2 separate regions of the Pan troglodytes genome follow, and region 1 is linked to region 2. Evidence: chromatin contacts called from public HiChIP or PLAC-seq data. All regions are on one chromosome and are shown on one strand. The core of a region is the stretch at or near the end of the contact, and the rest is flanking DNA. Distances in the headings are between cores, read along the strand shown. Region 1 holds the start of PPA2 (inorganic pyrophosphatase 2). Region 2 holds the start of CXXC4 (CXXC finger protein 4).

Region 1 (4,348 bases), core at 676-3,175, 980 kb before region 2:
AAGTCAGTGTTTTCTTTTCTGAATGCATGATAACTTGGTAACATTTTACAATGCAATTTACAAAATAACAAGTTAGTGTCAAGATTTCATTTTAAGTAAACATTTATATTCAGAAACGTTTAGTATCTTTGTTGATTTCTTCAAATCAGGATGCATATAACTTGTTGTCAGTTACTAATAAAATATGTTGCCAGAGTTAAGAAAAGCTATTAGCAAGAGGGACCTCAGAACTTTATGCTGGATTATCTCAATAGATAACTTTTTTTTTTTAAACAGGGTGTGGCTCTGTTGCGGAAGCTGGATTGCAATGGCATGATTTTGGCTTCACTGCAACCTCCGCCTCTTAGGCTCAAACCATCCTCCTATCTCAGCCTCCCAAGTGGCTGGAACTACAGGCGTGTGCCACCCCGCCTGGCCAATTTTTGTATTTTTTATGGAGATGGGTTTTACCATGTTGCCCAGACTGCTGGTCTCAAACTCCTGGGATCAAGTGATCCTCCCACCTTGGCCTCCCAAAGTGCTAGAATTACAAGCATGAGCCACCACGCCCAGCCTGGATACTTTAAGTATCCACAGATCATTAGAAATTAGCCTACAACCTTGCCTCCATAGGAATTTGTCTTATTTAAATATCTAATCTTCAAAAGTTAATAGAAAAATTAAGCTTTTTTTCCAACATAAACAAAAATTATACAACTCTGTGATATATGCACAGAAGAGATTTTCTCTCCTTTTTATGGGAGCATTTGCCTTATAGTTATGCCTATTCAAGTTGACACATTACAAAGCTACCACTGTTGACAAAAACATTTTAGGATCTATAATCTTAGTAGAGTGTCTCTAAGTAGCTAGTCACAATATCTCCTAGGAATCCTTTCTGGAACTTGGGTAGACCAGTATCTCAATTTTAATGATCACACGATAATTGGAGATGCTGAAAGAACCTGGGTGCCCAGTAGGAAAGTAGCCTAGATGATGATAGTCCCAAAGAAGATGGACTAGAAAAAAATAAAATGACACTTGTGGCAGACTACTGGTTGTTCTACAATATCCATTCTCCCGGATATTGGCTCAAACCATCCTCCTATCTCAGCCTCCCAAGTAGCTGGAACTACAGGCGTGTGCCACCCCACCTGGCCGATGTGCGGTGGCTCACGCCTGCAATCCCAGCACTTTGGAAGGCCAACGCAGGCGGATCACCGGAGGTCGGGAGTTCGAGACCAGTCTGACCAACATGGGGAAACCCTGTCTCTACTAAAAATACAAAAATTAGCTGGGCGTCGTGACGCATGCCTGTAATCCCAGTTTCTCAGGAGGCTAAGGCAGGAGAATAGCTTGAACCCAGGAGGCGGAGGTTGCAGTGAGCCGAGATTGTACCATTGCATTCCAGCCCAGGCAACAGTGTGAGACTCCGTCTCAAAAACAAAACAACAACAACAAATAATAAAATAAAAGAAAGAATAAATAATCTCTACTGGGTTAGGAAATGGCCTCATGGAGAAGATGGCATTTGAGTAAGCTACTTAGGGTTTTTTTGCTCTGTAAGTCGGTGTCAACGTCACGTTTTCACGTGGTGGCCTGATCATTTTGTCTTACAGTGATGTCTTTGCGTGCATGTGCGCTCATCTCCTATATTGGACAGGGTCTAGAGCAGTTCCTGGCACAGAGTAATCACTCAATATTACATCACTATAATAAAAAATCATGATAGTAAATCTTGACGGGATAAATGAAGGCATGAATAAATGTTTGAATTAACGAGTGGCAGTGAGCTCTTCAGGGGTGGTGGGTCTTGTCTCACTCGTCTTTGAGCTGCGGCCTCGCTGAGGGCATAGTGCGCACAACTGGCTGGTGGCCCAGATTCCACTGGCAGGGACCAGGATCGCAGCCCAAGCGCCGGGGCGGGAGGGATGACTCCGGACGGTAGGGGGCACCGGCGTGCGGCCCGGCTGAGCCCCCAGGTAGCTCCGCGCGCACAGCAGGACGGTCATTGACGCCATGAGCGCGCTGCTGCGGCTGCTGCGCACGGGTGCCCCAGCCGCTGCGTGCCTGCGGTTGGGGACCAGTGCAGGGACCGGGTCGCGCCGTGCTATGGCCCTGTACCACACTGAGGAGCGCGGCCAGCCCTGCTCGCAGAATTACCGCCTCTTCTTTAGTAAGTAGCTCCCGGAGGTTCGCCGAGCGGCGCACCGGAGAAACCTGGGTGGGGGATGGAATGGGGGACACTTGGGACGCCCCGCGCGGTCTCCCTTCTCTCTTTTTGGGGCCCTCAGCGGTAGCCGCGCGGTCCAGGCCACCTTCCTTCCCGCGGGAGCGCGCACCGAGTCACGAGAACTGCCAGCGAGGAGGCGGCGGATCAAGACCCCAAAGCGGAGCGCAGAGGCGCAGGGCTGCCGGCTGGGGGGTAGACAGCGCCCTGTGCCCTGCCAGCCGCCCTCCCCGAGGGGTAGTCAGAGTGCAGGCGGCCACACCGCGGCGGCCTGCAGCCATTAGCCGGCCCGGCCGCCGTTCCTGGTTCACACAACTCAGTGAGGAAGGGAAGGCAGAGCCCGCCCACATGCCGGCCTTCCTAGAGGCGTAAGAAACCTCCTACTGCGGGAGCTCCCTGACGTCGGAGAGGCAGGCGGAACTTTGCGGATGCCTAATCCAGCGCGTCTTCTTTTTTTGAGGGACTCTGATGAAGGTTCTTTCCCAGAAGCTTGACTTGGTACGCACAAGTTTACACCCTGAGTGTGATCCACCATCCAAAGCCTCGTTGGTTCCGGAGCAGCCCCTTATCCTCCCCAAGCTGAACAAGCCCAGAGGGCTAAGCGACTTCGGGGGGTCCCTGAGTTGCCCAGCTCAGAGAAAGGACCCAGGTCTTCGTGACTCATTGTTCCGTGTACCGCATTGTTTCACTGTGTACGTTAACCGTAACTGAAAATAGCGATCTCGGTCGCTTGCCTTCACGCCCCACTGACTGCAGAGCCTTGGAGTGGTAGTATCAAAGTGGGCCTTGCATTATCGCTCCCCTTTTCGGAGCACTGGCTTTGGAGGCTTTCAGTTCTAAGCAGGCCCTCGAGTTCTTCACGTCTTAACTCTGTGACCCCGGACGAGTTTAAGTTGCTAAGCCTTGTTTTTTCTCATCCGTAAAATAGGGCTGCAAGTATTACATGACATTATATATGTAAAGTGATTAGTCACAGGGCCTAAAATATAAATTACTATTGTTAATACCTATAATCATTATAGATATTTGTAATTTATGAGAGATTTGCAGTTATGCTACATGAGTTTAGGGTCGAGGATTATTTTGTGGGAAAGAAGAGTTTGCCTAAAGTCGTGTGATTATAATGCAACTAGTACTAGAATTTCTATTTTCTTCAAAATTGGTTGCAGTTTTCACCCTATGCCACATATTTTCTTCTATCTTTGGTTAAGACTGATCAGGTGAACAGGAAGTCTCAAATTTCTGAATGGATTATGTTCTAAAAGGTTACCATGTGATGATTAATGGGAATAGTCAGAAAAAATTATGAAGTGGCAGTTCGCTTTTTAAGCAGATTTAAAAAAGGCCTGTCTACTGCAAGTATTCTAGATTTGCAATAAGTACGGTAATTAATAGATACCCAAATAATAAATATTTATGAAGTGTGCTAGACACTGTTAGGCATAGTACAGAGATTCACAATATTACTATAATTATGGAAAAAGTAAATACACTGGTTGAGCAAAAACAGGCTTGAGAAGCCTGGAGCGCACAGAGTAGTTGACCCAGTACCGGATTTGGAATGGGGAGTCCTAGGCCATAATCTTGGCTCTGCCGTTAACTCGCTGTGTGCTGTTGGGTGGGTGGTTACTTCAGTTCTTTCTCACAGAGCCAGTTTCTTCAGCTGTAAAATGAAGCTTTTGACCTTGAAGTGATGATCCTCAAGGTCCTTCTCAGCACTGGTATTCCCTGAAGGCATTGGATGAATAACGGAGATTCTAACAGTCTCTGTTAAGACAGGATGTCGAATGGGGGCATTTTTGGGAGTATGTTGGCCTCTTATTGTTGGTTTGTTTCTTTAGCTGCAAATGTACTTAGGACTCATGATTTTTCTGTAACTAGAGTGCCACAAATAAAATACGTTTTTCATTCAGTTGGATAAACAGGGCAGGAAAGAAGAAAACCCGATTTTACTAAGGTAAATGGGCAAAAACTGGAAGAAAGGGGAGTGTGGTTTTGGAGAGGGTCCCGATGGTAAGATCCTGATTGGAAGGTGTGTTGGTTAAACAATTTCTGAACTAACCGCCAGATGGCATCACTGGCCAGGACTGTTTACTACCTGCTAGAAGGGGTAGGGCAAAGTGAAACGAAGCCACTCTA
Region 2 (3,858 bases), core at 864-3,363:
ATAATAGCCACTTCACAGGATTATTGCAAGGACAAAATAGAATATCTGCAAATTACTTAGTGCAGGATCTGACACTAATGGGTCATTAATAGGGGCTATTATTATTAATTATTAAGACCAAGAATTCTGTAGTTTTCCTTTATTAGCTGGAAAGTAAAATTCATTGGAATTTAGAACATATTTTCTCTCATGTGTTTAAGATTTCATTTTGAAAGTAAGCTTGAAGAGTCCCAAAAAGGAAAGCATGAGAAAAGGAATTTCCAAAAAGGAAAATTTCCAGAAAAGAAAATTTGGCAAAAGAAAGCATGATGTCTTTATTTGATTAAAAACATTGCTTATTTATAAACTTCAAAATTTCTAACATTGGACTGATATTTTAAATATTGTGAAAAGATGTTTAAGAATCTATCATTTTTCTAGCATGTTTTCACTCATTAAAAAGTGACTACATTTTCCTGATAAATTTCCTATGAAGCTGAGCTAAAACAAAATAATCAAATGGAAAATTTCCTTTTTTGCTTTTATAACGCATTAGCACAAGAATAAAAATATCTTATTAACTTGAATAATTATTAACCCTCCAGTTATTTTGTCTATAGATGTCAAATAACCGGTAATAATCAAACAGCTTATGCTTTAAAAAAATTACAAAACATGTATATTAATCAATGAGTCACAAAATACACCTGTTTCCTATTGCAATAGTAGCCCACTCTTGAAATAACACCTTCATGTAGGCACACACACACCACAGTTTCAAACTTGTTATCAACAATTTATCCTCCATAGTTGGTAATGTCTTGATATGGTCAAAGTCTATCTTTTGAAAATTCAAATACAAAATGGTTTAAAATGTCTTTTCAGCATTTTTTCTTATTAAAGAAACAAAACATTATATTTTCCTCACTTATCTGAACAATTAATATTGCATTACTCTAGAATAAACACTTAATTTTAATACAAAACTTGTACTCTGCTTGATAACACCAATTTAAATAATCTTAAGTTTTTTCTTTCCTACTCTAACTTACCTTAGCCAGTTTTTCTCTTAGAAAAAATATTATTCAAAAGTATTCATAATTCTGTATCTTATAACTTTTTCCACTAGAGTATACTTTAATAGTAGGATAGCATGTGTCCACAAATGTTTTATTTGAGGCAGCAGTGAAGAGGTTAATTTACAGCTGCATTTATGAACGAGTTTTATTTATATTTGACGTGCCGTACAATATTTATGTTTCAATTCATAAACTATGTTTTCCCAAGTGGCAAGAAGTGAAATGTTAATTACATACTATTCTAAAATAGACTGAAAGACAAAAGTTTTTGTTTAAGTAAAGTTTGAAATTAAAAAATAGGGCAGTGAGTTAAAAATCTGATTTATTCTTTGGAACTACCAGATGGAATAGTAAAAGAGGATTTTGGGAGGAGAGAGAGAAGAGTAGAGAAGAGAGACAGAGATTGAGATGGATTTTGAAATTGGCCAAGCATCATATCACCGAGTTTTTACATTCTGGCATAATAGTATTTCGAGGGTCTGAAGAACCACACCGGTCCGTTTTCCCTTACTTTAAAGATCTAAATGGTATTTTTTTTTTTTTAAGTCTTCCTGGGTACACCAGGAAATTTATTTAAAACCATGCCATTGGGTACGAACTAAGAGCATTCTTCAAACAAACATGACCTTTTCTCTGTTTCTTGTATTGCTCTTCTCAACCCAGCCAGAAATCCCAGACAAGTTTATTTACACACACACCCGCACACGCACGCACACACACACCCCACACGCAGAGTGGCGGAAACGCCCTCTTTCCAACCCTTCCAAACAATTATCTCCGAGAGCAAAAGAAAATAATCAACAGCCCTGTGTGCTGGGCTGAGCCGGAGAGCCGGGCGCGAGGAGGGAGGGCGATCCGCAGGCGAGCAGGGAAAACGTGGCTCCTCTGCCGAGGAGAGGATTTGTGAAAAGGAGCGCTGGCCCGCGTGCGCCTCTTGTTCCCCGTGTAATTTGCAGCCAATCATCAGTAGGTGTCCACGTCCCTGCGTCCTCCTCACCTCGGCGCCAATCACCCCCACCCCCGCGCCCCCGCCCCCAGCCTCCACACCTCCTCCCTCGCCTTTCTCTGTGGCTCCCCTCCCCCAGCAACCGCACACTCGCACACACACAAACAGAGAGAGAAGGGGGGAGGGTGAGAGAGAGGGGAAGAGAGAGAGAGAGAGAGAGGGGAGAGAGAGAGAGGAGAGACTCCCCGGCTCCCTCCCTCCCTCGCACACAGCGACTGGAGACGGACGGAGAGCAACGCGCTGGGAGAGGAGAGACCACCGACAACAGACCCGCGCTCTCACACATACACTCACACTCGACTCTTTCCTCTCCCCCCACCTCCTCCTCCTTCCACCCCCACCACTAACACCATCTCCTCCTCCTTCTCTCTGCAACAAGAAAAAAAAAGCCATTTACAGGTATTTTTTTTGATCCGCATATTTATTTATCCCCCCCTCCCCAACAGTTTGTTTACAAGTATTAAAGTTGTAATTGGGAGCTGCCAAGACACATCTGGATTTGTGTTTCTTTGTGTTAGGGGGTGATGTGCAACTAATTAAAGGCAGACTGGCAGCGTCTGCAAATTCTAAGGCTCCCCAAATAAAAAGAGACTGGTAAGTGATTGTTCTTTCTCTTTCTCTGGCTTTTTTTTCTCTTAAATGTTTGCTGTCCGTTGGGATTGTGAAAGTAGATTATTAATGCTGGACTCCAGCAAGAAAAAGCGTCGCTGTATTAATTTATTAATTAGTCTGCACCCGCCCCTCCTCCTGAATGTTAAATATGACCTTTGATCTCTATGTCTCTGGTAGACCAGACATACAGTATTAGGCATGTAAAGTCACATTGTTTAAAGGCAAAACAGGATCATGAAGTATGGATCTCTAATTTAGCTTTGGCATAGAACTATAGTTATTTGTGTGTGTTTTATTTTGTTTTTAAATAAAATCCAAACAATAGCTGTGGCTTAGATACCTTTTTCATGCTCCAGAGATGCATTGATTAAACAATAATGACCTGGATACTGGGCATAATCATTTTCTACAGTTTCTGGTGGTATTAAACCTTGAGGTAGGAAGAGGGATGGTGATGGCAATCAGAAAAGCAAGGAAAGCTTGTGTTTGGAAACACCACTCTAAGACTCTAAAAAAGGGACATTAAATTATTTATTTATTTGGAACAAGGTCAAAAGACTAAAACGTTGAAAATTTTCCCTCCACTCAATGTGATGATATCTAATGCATGGTTGACATAACTAGTTTTTACTGAGTAGCAGTTATTATGGTCTTGCAGTTACAATGTGATTCGCAGAAACTGAAGCTATATGCATATTCTTGCTGTGTCTTCCCCCACCCCTTCCAAGCATCAGGAATATTTAGCCAAGAGCATTTTGGGGGCACCTTTTGTATTGCCCTCAGACCTGAGAAGGGAGCAGTTTTCCCTAATGCGAAACCACAGAGGTGGTTCCTGAGTGATTAGGGACTTGCTGTGATTGAAAGATGCCTGCAAGCTTCTAATCCAGCCTGGGGTGAGGTTCCTTATCTTGATTTACTTTGCCTAATAGGGATTTGTTTACATAAACCCCTCTTTTTAGAGCACCTCATCAGTAGGTCTTGAAGTTTTTGCACTTGGAGTTTGGGCATAACTGGTTCATTAACCTAATTATAAGCATAATTACTATAATTGATAACCATTTTGAACTCTGAATATTTGAGACGGAGACTATTGGGCCCCCACGTAGAATTCCCTGAACTCTGCATTCTAGACCAATCTATGGGCTTCAAAAGATGTCACAAAAAGATATTCTGGCCAAAAAA

What was found. HiChIP or PLAC-seq counts read pairs in DNA pulled down with a chosen protein or histone mark.
Region 1: an H3K4me3 HiChIP or PLAC-seq map of stem cell-derived excitatory neurons shows a contact between it and region 2, with 13 times the contacts expected there. The contact joins the promoter of PPA2 here to the promoter of CXXC4 in region 2. A contact is called at or near these places in 1 of 7 Hi-C or Micro-C datasets (stem cell-derived neural progenitor cells) and 1 of 1 datasets of contacts at active chromatin or transcription factors (stem cell-derived excitatory neurons).

Annotation. Positions count from the first base shown.
Region 1 is chr3:106,928,911-106,933,258 of NHGRI_mPanTro3-v2.0_pri, reverse strand. PPA2 (inorganic pyrophosphatase 2) reads left to right here and starts at 1,925. Exons shown (of 12, transcript XM_517378.8): 1 at 1,925-2,155. The coding sequence starts at 1,999.
Region 2 is chr3:105,948,293-105,952,150 of NHGRI_mPanTro3-v2.0_pri, reverse strand. CXXC4 (CXXC finger protein 4) reads left to right here and starts at 2,113. Exons shown (of 5, transcript XR_008547579.2): 1 at 2,113-2,463; 2 at 2,583-2,658.